Regions from separate parts of the Mus musculus genome. Here region 1 is linked to region 2. The links are chromatin contacts, called in public HiChIP or PLAC-seq maps. All regions are on one chromosome and are shown on one strand. The core of a region is the stretch at or near the end of the contact, and the rest is flanking DNA. Distances in the headings are between cores, read along the strand shown.

Region 1 (3,437 bases), core at 656-3,155, 270 kb before region 2:
TTGGATTTTGTTCCCTTTCTTTCCTTAAGTCCTGAGGAAAAAGTAAGGTAGTCTCGGAAGTAGTCTTCAGCTTCCCTTTGAGGTTGATGACAGCTGATGTCTCCTCCTCACTCTCCCCTGGGCTGATGCTTCCCTGAGTTGACAGTAGCTGATGCCTTTCACTCACAGTCTCTTCCCGGGCTATGGCTTTCTGTTTCTTCTTTGTTCTCATATGGAGAAATAGGAAATAGGAGTATGTTTGAAAATAATGACAGTTCATGGTGTCTCAGTGTGAACTAACTGAATGAGCCAGTGAGTATTCAAGAATGTATGATCACACCACCCAGGAGCTGGTGTGATATAACTCCCGTGGACTTTTTTGAAGCTGGGTTTAACTGCCTTCATGCTAAGGATCATTCAGAGGTGGGGTGGCTGTTACTATTGTCCTTTGGGATGTCCTGCCTAAAATGGGGAATATTTACCTCATAAGGTAGTAGAGAATTTTAAAGTCAACTTTGGTAAAGTCTCTAACATGGTGCTTGGCACATAGTAGGGTGTGTTAATTTTTCTCCCTTCCCTGCAGGCCACTCACCTGCTCTCCCTGTACGATTTTCCATAGCACAGTTTTTACTTGGAACCAGTCTTCTGCCAAGAGTCTCAGTTTGGTTGTGTACTCCTACAACTACTACTTTTGACTTGGCTTCCTCTCCAGCCACACAGTCGCCTGTTGTACCAGCTGGGTGGTGTGAGTCCCCAGCCTCAGAGGAAGCTTGTTACTTTCCAGTCAGCTGTGTTTCTCTGACAGTGTGCCGTCCTTGGTAACTTGGTTTTCTTTACCACTGTTAAATTATCTGTGATCCTGAAATTGGAATTAGAATTAGAAATTTAAGTTGCTAAAGTAGGCCACCTAGAGGTATAACTGAGCGGGCAAAAATGCTCTGGTGAGGTCAACAACAGCTTTTGCACTGTTTTGAGCAATATGAGTATTTAAAGAGTTGAGAGCGAAACACGTTCAAAGGAAGTAAAGTTGCTAAGTAACTGGGAGTTTTGTATAATTTTCTGTAAGTCAACACATAGCATTCCCAACTTGTTTTACCTGCATTGGCTGTGGCATTTCAGTATCATTTCACAAGTGAGGACGGTATGGTTGTAGCATGGCTAGAGACTGTGTGGGGTAGGATCCAGAGGTGCTGCAGAGAGCTCAGCTTCATTCTCCACATAGGTGTCCTCAGCTCGGAAGGAACTGAACTTTCTGCCACAAACATAGTCTGTTGACACCATAAACATATGTTTTAAGACACTGCTGAATATTGTTTTGAGGTAGAAAGGTAAAAATCCTACCTTTCACCTCAGATGCTCTTCCCCTTACAGAGCTTGCGTTTCATCCCTTGTTGACTTGTGGATGACTCAGAACTTTGAAGTGGTGGATATCAGAAATGGGGTGGAGATATTAGACTGGGGGTGTCATTTGTGCTATAGCCCGTGACTTCCTGTTTTCTGTGCTTCTGTGAGTTTCCAGCTTTCATTTAGTATATATTGATTCTGCAAATCAGTCATCCCCTTAGCTAGTGGTTGAAAAGAATATTTTCTGTCTGACTTACACATGACCTTGGATTCATATACTAACACAGGTAAGTCAGGGCTGGAGAACCAGTCTGTCCCTCTAAGCTATAAAGACAGCTTCTATGTAGAATTAATTTATTCCCACCAAATATAAAACAAAAGTTAATAACTTTTTTAAGAAATGAAAATTGTTTTATATTTAAGATTATTGGATAATATGTGATGCTTTATTGAGTAATTAAAATCATTTCATACTTAAATTTACCTAGTCAGGTTGAAGGAAAGGAAAATGTGCTAGGGATAGAGTAAGAGGAGAGTTGTTGGTGATAACCCTGTGACCTTACTGGGTGTGGTCACATTCCACATAGCAGATACTATAAGGCTCTATAGTGACTCTTCCCTGTGAGCTTCTGAGAGCAAGAACTAAAGCACAGTAAACTGAGGAAGTTCTTGGATGTTACAATTAGACTTAGTTTTTAGTCCTGCCTTCTAAGTTAACTATCTTCCTAGGAAGATTTAATTTCTGGCCTCCAGTCCCATTTGTGGATTGTGATGTTAAAGTTATGTCATAAGGTGATAACAAGAACTACTTATGATTATGAATATAAGCAGTTACTTAGCATGGTGATTGAAACACAGCATGTAATCAATAAATGTTGGTTCCTGTAGTTATTGGACTAGCAAATGGAGGGATGAGGATCTGTGAGTGAAGCCAGTTAGTAGGAAAGAGAACATTAATAAGCCATTCACACCTTATTTACTTGACTTTGAGCTTTTGGTATTGTTATTTTTCCTTTGCCTTGTTGGAAAACACCTAAGTAGACATCACTATCTTTGTTCTTTGGAACAACTTTGTCTGTCACTTTCACTTCTGTTAGGAAGGAGTCATCTTTGTGTGCAGTGTGCACTGTGATGGTCAGAGTACCCGAGCAGCTATGTAGAACTGAAGGCTTATAGTATCTGCTATGTGGAATGTGACCACACATGAGGGACACATGAGTACACATGTAGGCTTATGTGGCCTGTGTGCGAGTAATCTCACCTCATCCAGTCCCAGTCTTGCTGACTTGGAAACACCCTACATAAATCTCAGACACTGACTCTGTATATCGTGTGTACATATGTGACTGCCATGAGTTCAATTTATTTTGTTCTATTTTTATTAAAGATCATCAGTACATATCTGAGGTATTTTTGAGACAGCCATGGAGGCTTGACATTTGAGAATAGAACTCTTAAGAAAAGCTGGATTCCTCATCAGGATAGAAAGCAATGTGGTTATCAGGGCACGAATTTTTACCACATTAGAATCAAAGTTGCAAAAATGTTAACAATTTTTAACCAACATTTTTTTGTTTAAGTCACTGTGGTAAGAAGGCATTATGTCACAGTGTAATTAGCAGTTTTTTCCTCTGTGATACAGGAAGAATAGTGTGCCCTGAAGTCTGATAGAGTGCCTCAGTTGTGAGACAGAATTCCTGTGAGATTACAGTTGGGTAGTCTGTCTTGCCTTGGGCTAACAGTTTCAGGAAGGAGAGATTACAGGAGTGACCAAGGCTACAGCAATTTCCTCACTCAAGCCTCATAGCCCACAGCTACCTTTGCCCCCTGGCAGAGCCTGCAGTTTCTTCCTCTAGAGAGAAGCTGTTCCTCGATATATGCATTAATTAACACAGTTCTGTCTGTTGGTGGAGGTCAAATTCTGTCTCTTTTTGAGGCCCCAGAAATTTAGCATTAAATCATTATTATGATAAATAATACAAAATGAATTTTAAGGGAAAGAAGGTGTGTTATAGAGATGAAGTATCATGGCACTGGGTCAGAGCAGTGAGCAGAATCAGGCTTGCTGTGTATATTCCATGTATGATCTTGAGCAAACTCCTTGTCCTTTCTTT
Region 2 (3,964 bases), core at 690-3,189:
TGGCCCCAAACCTTGCTATTGTCTTGTAGTATCCAAAATGAATTCAAGACCACCCAGTACCTTCCCCCTTAGAAAAGGACTTTCCAAACTGTACTAGCAGGCCAAGTTCAGAGCCAGATAAGGAAGCTGGCTGACTAAACAAATGTAAAAAACATAGTTTTAGTGGTCAAAATGACTAAGTCTACAGTTGTCAAAATAATATTAGCTGTCTCAGAGAAATAACCATACCAAAAATAACAGTTCTCAGAAAAATCCCCCTACCTCACCCTACACTGAATTCTGACAAAAACAAAAACAAAAACAAAAACAAAAACAAAACACAAATTATCCTGACCTTGCTGGAATTCCCTGTGACATTAATAGCTGTGATGTTAATAACTGACCCATAAGTTCAAAATGTACTATTGCTTTGCTGACCATATCATAGTAACCCACCATGGGGGCAAGCAAAGTGAGTCACTAGGCCAGAGGTAGTCACTATGCAAACAGACCAATGCCTGAAAAGGTTACTTGCTACACCAATTAGAATAAGCCAGTTACCCTGTTGCTCAAATCTGCCCCTTACAAAAGTATAAAAAATTTCTTCTTTCTTTGTTCTGGGTCTCTCCTCTGGCCTGCGTGCTGAGAGGGGAGTCCCCAACATGTTGGATCAATTAAAAATCCTCATGCAGTTTTCAGCGATGGCAGTCTCTATGGTCTTTGTGAGTCAGGGTCTTTTGACGAACTCTAACAGTCTCCCACAAACATTCAAGAAATCCCCACCCCCATTTTTGCTGTTTCTTTTTGTACAAGTTCCAATGTTATATGGCTCATTTATGGGCAATGTTAGAGAATCTTAGAATGTTCTGAGGCAGCTGGTCCCTGATCTGCTGATAAGTGTATGATTAGAATAGTTATCTTAGGGTGTCCTCCAGTGGTTGCTTTCAAGACAGTGAGTCCAGAGACACTCAAACCCTGGATGTAATTTGGGAGCATATGACCTTCATAATCCTCCTGTATGATTTAAACAGTCTCTAAATTGCTGATAATACTCTATGGACTTTAATGACATTTTCCAAGCCACTTTACTGTACATTTATTGTTGATGATGTTTTTGTTTTTGTTTTTGTTTTTGTTTCAGGGTTTTTGTGTGTAATACCCCTTGCTGTCCTGGACTCAATTTGTAGACCAGTCTGGCCTCAAAGTCACAGAGATCTGCTTGACTCTGCCTTCTGAATTCTGGGATTAAAGGCATACACCACTTGGACCAGTATAGAACATTTTAGAAGGGACTATTTTTGTTTGTTTGTTTGTTTTTTGTTTTTTTTTAAATTTTTTTGTTTATTTGCAGTTCTTTTAATTCAACCCGTAGGACCTACAGACACAGAAACAGAGGGCTTGTTTTCTCATGTTCTGCTGAGATATGTCTTCCACCCACTTATATTCCATACATTATGAACAGTTTGGGTTTATATGCTGATGAGATTTTTACAGCACCCATTATTTGTTCAAAAGTAATTGCTTCTTTAATATTTAGCATGGCTTTGATAAAGCAGTAGACCCTTCAGGAATGTGTAACAGGCTTAAAGTTCAGAAACACTGAGAGGAATGTTAATGGCTTAATTTTCTATTTCTTTCCTGCTTAAAAAATAGAACAAAATTTATATGTTTCTCAAAGATGAATTCCATGTAGCACTCCAAAGACAAATAGATTCTGAAAAACCTTTCTCAGGTCAGTGGAGCATCTATAATAAGTAATTCATACAAGCAAATTTCGTTTCTTTTTAGCAGGACTGGGTATAAAACCAATGGCCTTGTACCTGCCAAGCAAGGTTCTGCCATTGATCTACATTCCCAGACCCTTCCAGCCCACGGATAGATTTGCAAGGGTTGGGCTTCCACTTGAGCAGTTCAAGCAGACTTATCTCCCTATGGAGCTAACTTTTCCTCCAGTAGATGGAGCAGAGAATCAGATCAATGCCTGCTGGATGGTGCCAAGTCACTGTGAGAAACATTTCCAAGGTCTGTACTGGTATGATAAACAGAGAGACCAGTGTTACCATTCAGGTAGTGAAAGAGTAGTAAACTCAGTGCTCCAAGGTATGCTAATCATAAAACAGATAGTGACATTCCTCCACCCACTCACTTCCTGAGTTCAAGGAGTATTCATTCAAAGAAAGTCACCCTGACCATTACCGGAAGCTGCAATGCAAATGTGCTATTGTTAGGGGCTCTTAGAAGCTGTCTTGAGAGTTAACAATTACCAGGTATTCCTTGTGACACCTGTGACTTTGTACTTCCTTGTGACTCTTATCTGGTATTTTTGGTATTTTCCAACAACGCCCTTCCCACCTCCTTGAGTTGTGGTTTTTCTCCTTTAAATACCCCCTTACTCAGCTACTCGGGGCGCCACAGTCCTCTACCCCTGCGTGGTGTATGACCGTGGGCCCAAGAGCGCTCTTGAATAAAAATCCTCTTGCAATTTGCAACAAGACCATTTTCTCGTTGGTGATTTTGGGGTGTCGCCTCTCCTGAGTCAGAACGTGGGGGGGTCCTCACGTTGTGGGTCTTTCAGTAGAACCTTGCTGGGGACTCAGTTCATAAGGCTAATTTATCCCTGGGTATAGAAAGCTAAGAATCTTTAGGACAATGACAAAAAGAGTCAGAGACCTTTCTCTTCCCATCTCCTTAGAAATATGTGAATGAAATGTGGGATTTCATATTTTCAACTAGCAGGTGTGATTTAGTTTTCTCTCTTAGATTCATTTAAAAATTTTTAAAATTTGTTTTGTGTATGTGTGTATATGTGGATACAAGCATTCAAAGATGTACTGGTGGAGTTAGAGGACAACCTGCATGAGTTGGTTCCTTCTTTCTACCAATGATTAAACTCAGGTGGTCAGCCTTGACAACAAGTGGCTTTACTCCCCGAGGTGTATCACTGGTCCCAGACATGACAGGTTTACCTAGGATCAGAGAAAATTTTCTCTCTTGGATTTGTACATTGCTAATCTTTTTGATCATCAGCATCATTCAAGCCTGCTGACTCTGCTAGCCATAATCTCTGACAAACATATGAGTGAAAGAAAATTTATTTCCAAATCCTCAGGATTCTTCAAACTCTTCCAAGTCTTTAATTGTGCATGCAAAAAGTGCCTTTGATAGAATTTGTTTATATTAACTGGCTTAATCCTAAATCTAGATATCTTTGAAAACAATTCAGTTTGCTTCTTCTCCTAATGGTTTCCCTCCAGTTCCATCTCAGTTTAATATTTTTCCGGGATAGATAGCATTGATTTAAGATTTCAAACCAAGAAGGCAAAGATCAACCATGTATAGGCTTATCACTCTGTGGTGATTTGAATGAGAAATGTGCCCCATAGGCTCAGGTATTTGATCACTTGACACCCCCATCCCCTCCCACCCCCCCACACCCCCCAGTTAGTGGCACTATTTGGAGAGGTTATATAACTTTTAGGACATGAAGACTTGCTGGAGGAAGTACATCACTGGGTGTGGACTTTGAGAGTTAATAGACTCATTCCACTTCCAGTTCACTCTCTCTACTCCCTTCATGCAGTTGAAGATGTGATTTCTCAGCCTGCTATTTTGGACTCTCCCTGTGCAACTGAAACATAAAATCATCCTTTCTCTTGTGGGGAGCTGAGGAAACCTCCAGTGAATATATAAAGAATAAATGAAGCTCTGACTGAGTAGGTATTGTTGAAAGGTCATGCCCATGTTATGCCTCAAATCTACAGGAAATTGACAAAGCCTTCCTCCTGGGTCAAGCTCAGAGGATGGAAAAGCCTTTCTCTGGTCCAGGTAAAGATGCTAAAATATATATACAAAAACTAGCAACCACATGTTTCTTCCCCTGAATGTTTACAGCCTGAGACTGCTAGCCTACAGACACCTTCTTCCTTGATTATCTAATTCCTCCTCATGTGCTGTGCTTGTTTCCAGCCGCAGTGTAATTGGTGTC

What was found. HiChIP or PLAC-seq counts read pairs in DNA pulled down with a chosen protein or histone mark.
Region 1: a contact with region 2 is called in an H3K27ac HiChIP or PLAC-seq map of embryonic stem cells, with 5 read pairs. The contact joins two enhancer-like sites. A contact is called at or near these places in 1 of 484 Hi-C or Micro-C datasets (nephron progenitors), 3 of 115 datasets of contacts at active chromatin or transcription factors (embryonic stem cells, pancreatic cancer cells and trophoblast stem cells) and 2 of 9 other capture datasets (adipose tissue and liver).

What each region holds. Positions count from the first base shown.
Region 1 is chr6:47,559,064-47,562,500 of GRCm38.p6, reverse strand. All of the region lies in intron 3 of Ezh2 (enhancer of zeste 2 polycomb repressive complex 2 subunit), which reads left to right. Among named protein-coding and RNA genes, the nearest start is that of Ezh2, 34 kb to the left of the region's middle. Within about 2 kb of position 1,905, at least 59 of the 459 cell types and tissues checked have an H3K27ac peak or open chromatin away from gene starts, as enhancers often do. A contact at or near this core is called in embryonic stem cells and trophoblast stem cells, where this site is marked.
Region 2 is chr6:47,292,631-47,296,594 of GRCm38.p6, reverse strand. The region is part of intron 22 of Cntnap2 (contactin associated protein-like 2); the gene reads right to left. Among named protein-coding and RNA genes, the nearest start is that of Gm35280, 37 kb to the right of the region's middle. Within about 2 kb of position 1,939, at least 10 of the 459 cell types and tissues checked have an H3K27ac peak or open chromatin away from gene starts, as enhancers often do. A contact at or near this core is called in embryonic stem cells and trophoblast stem cells, where this site is marked.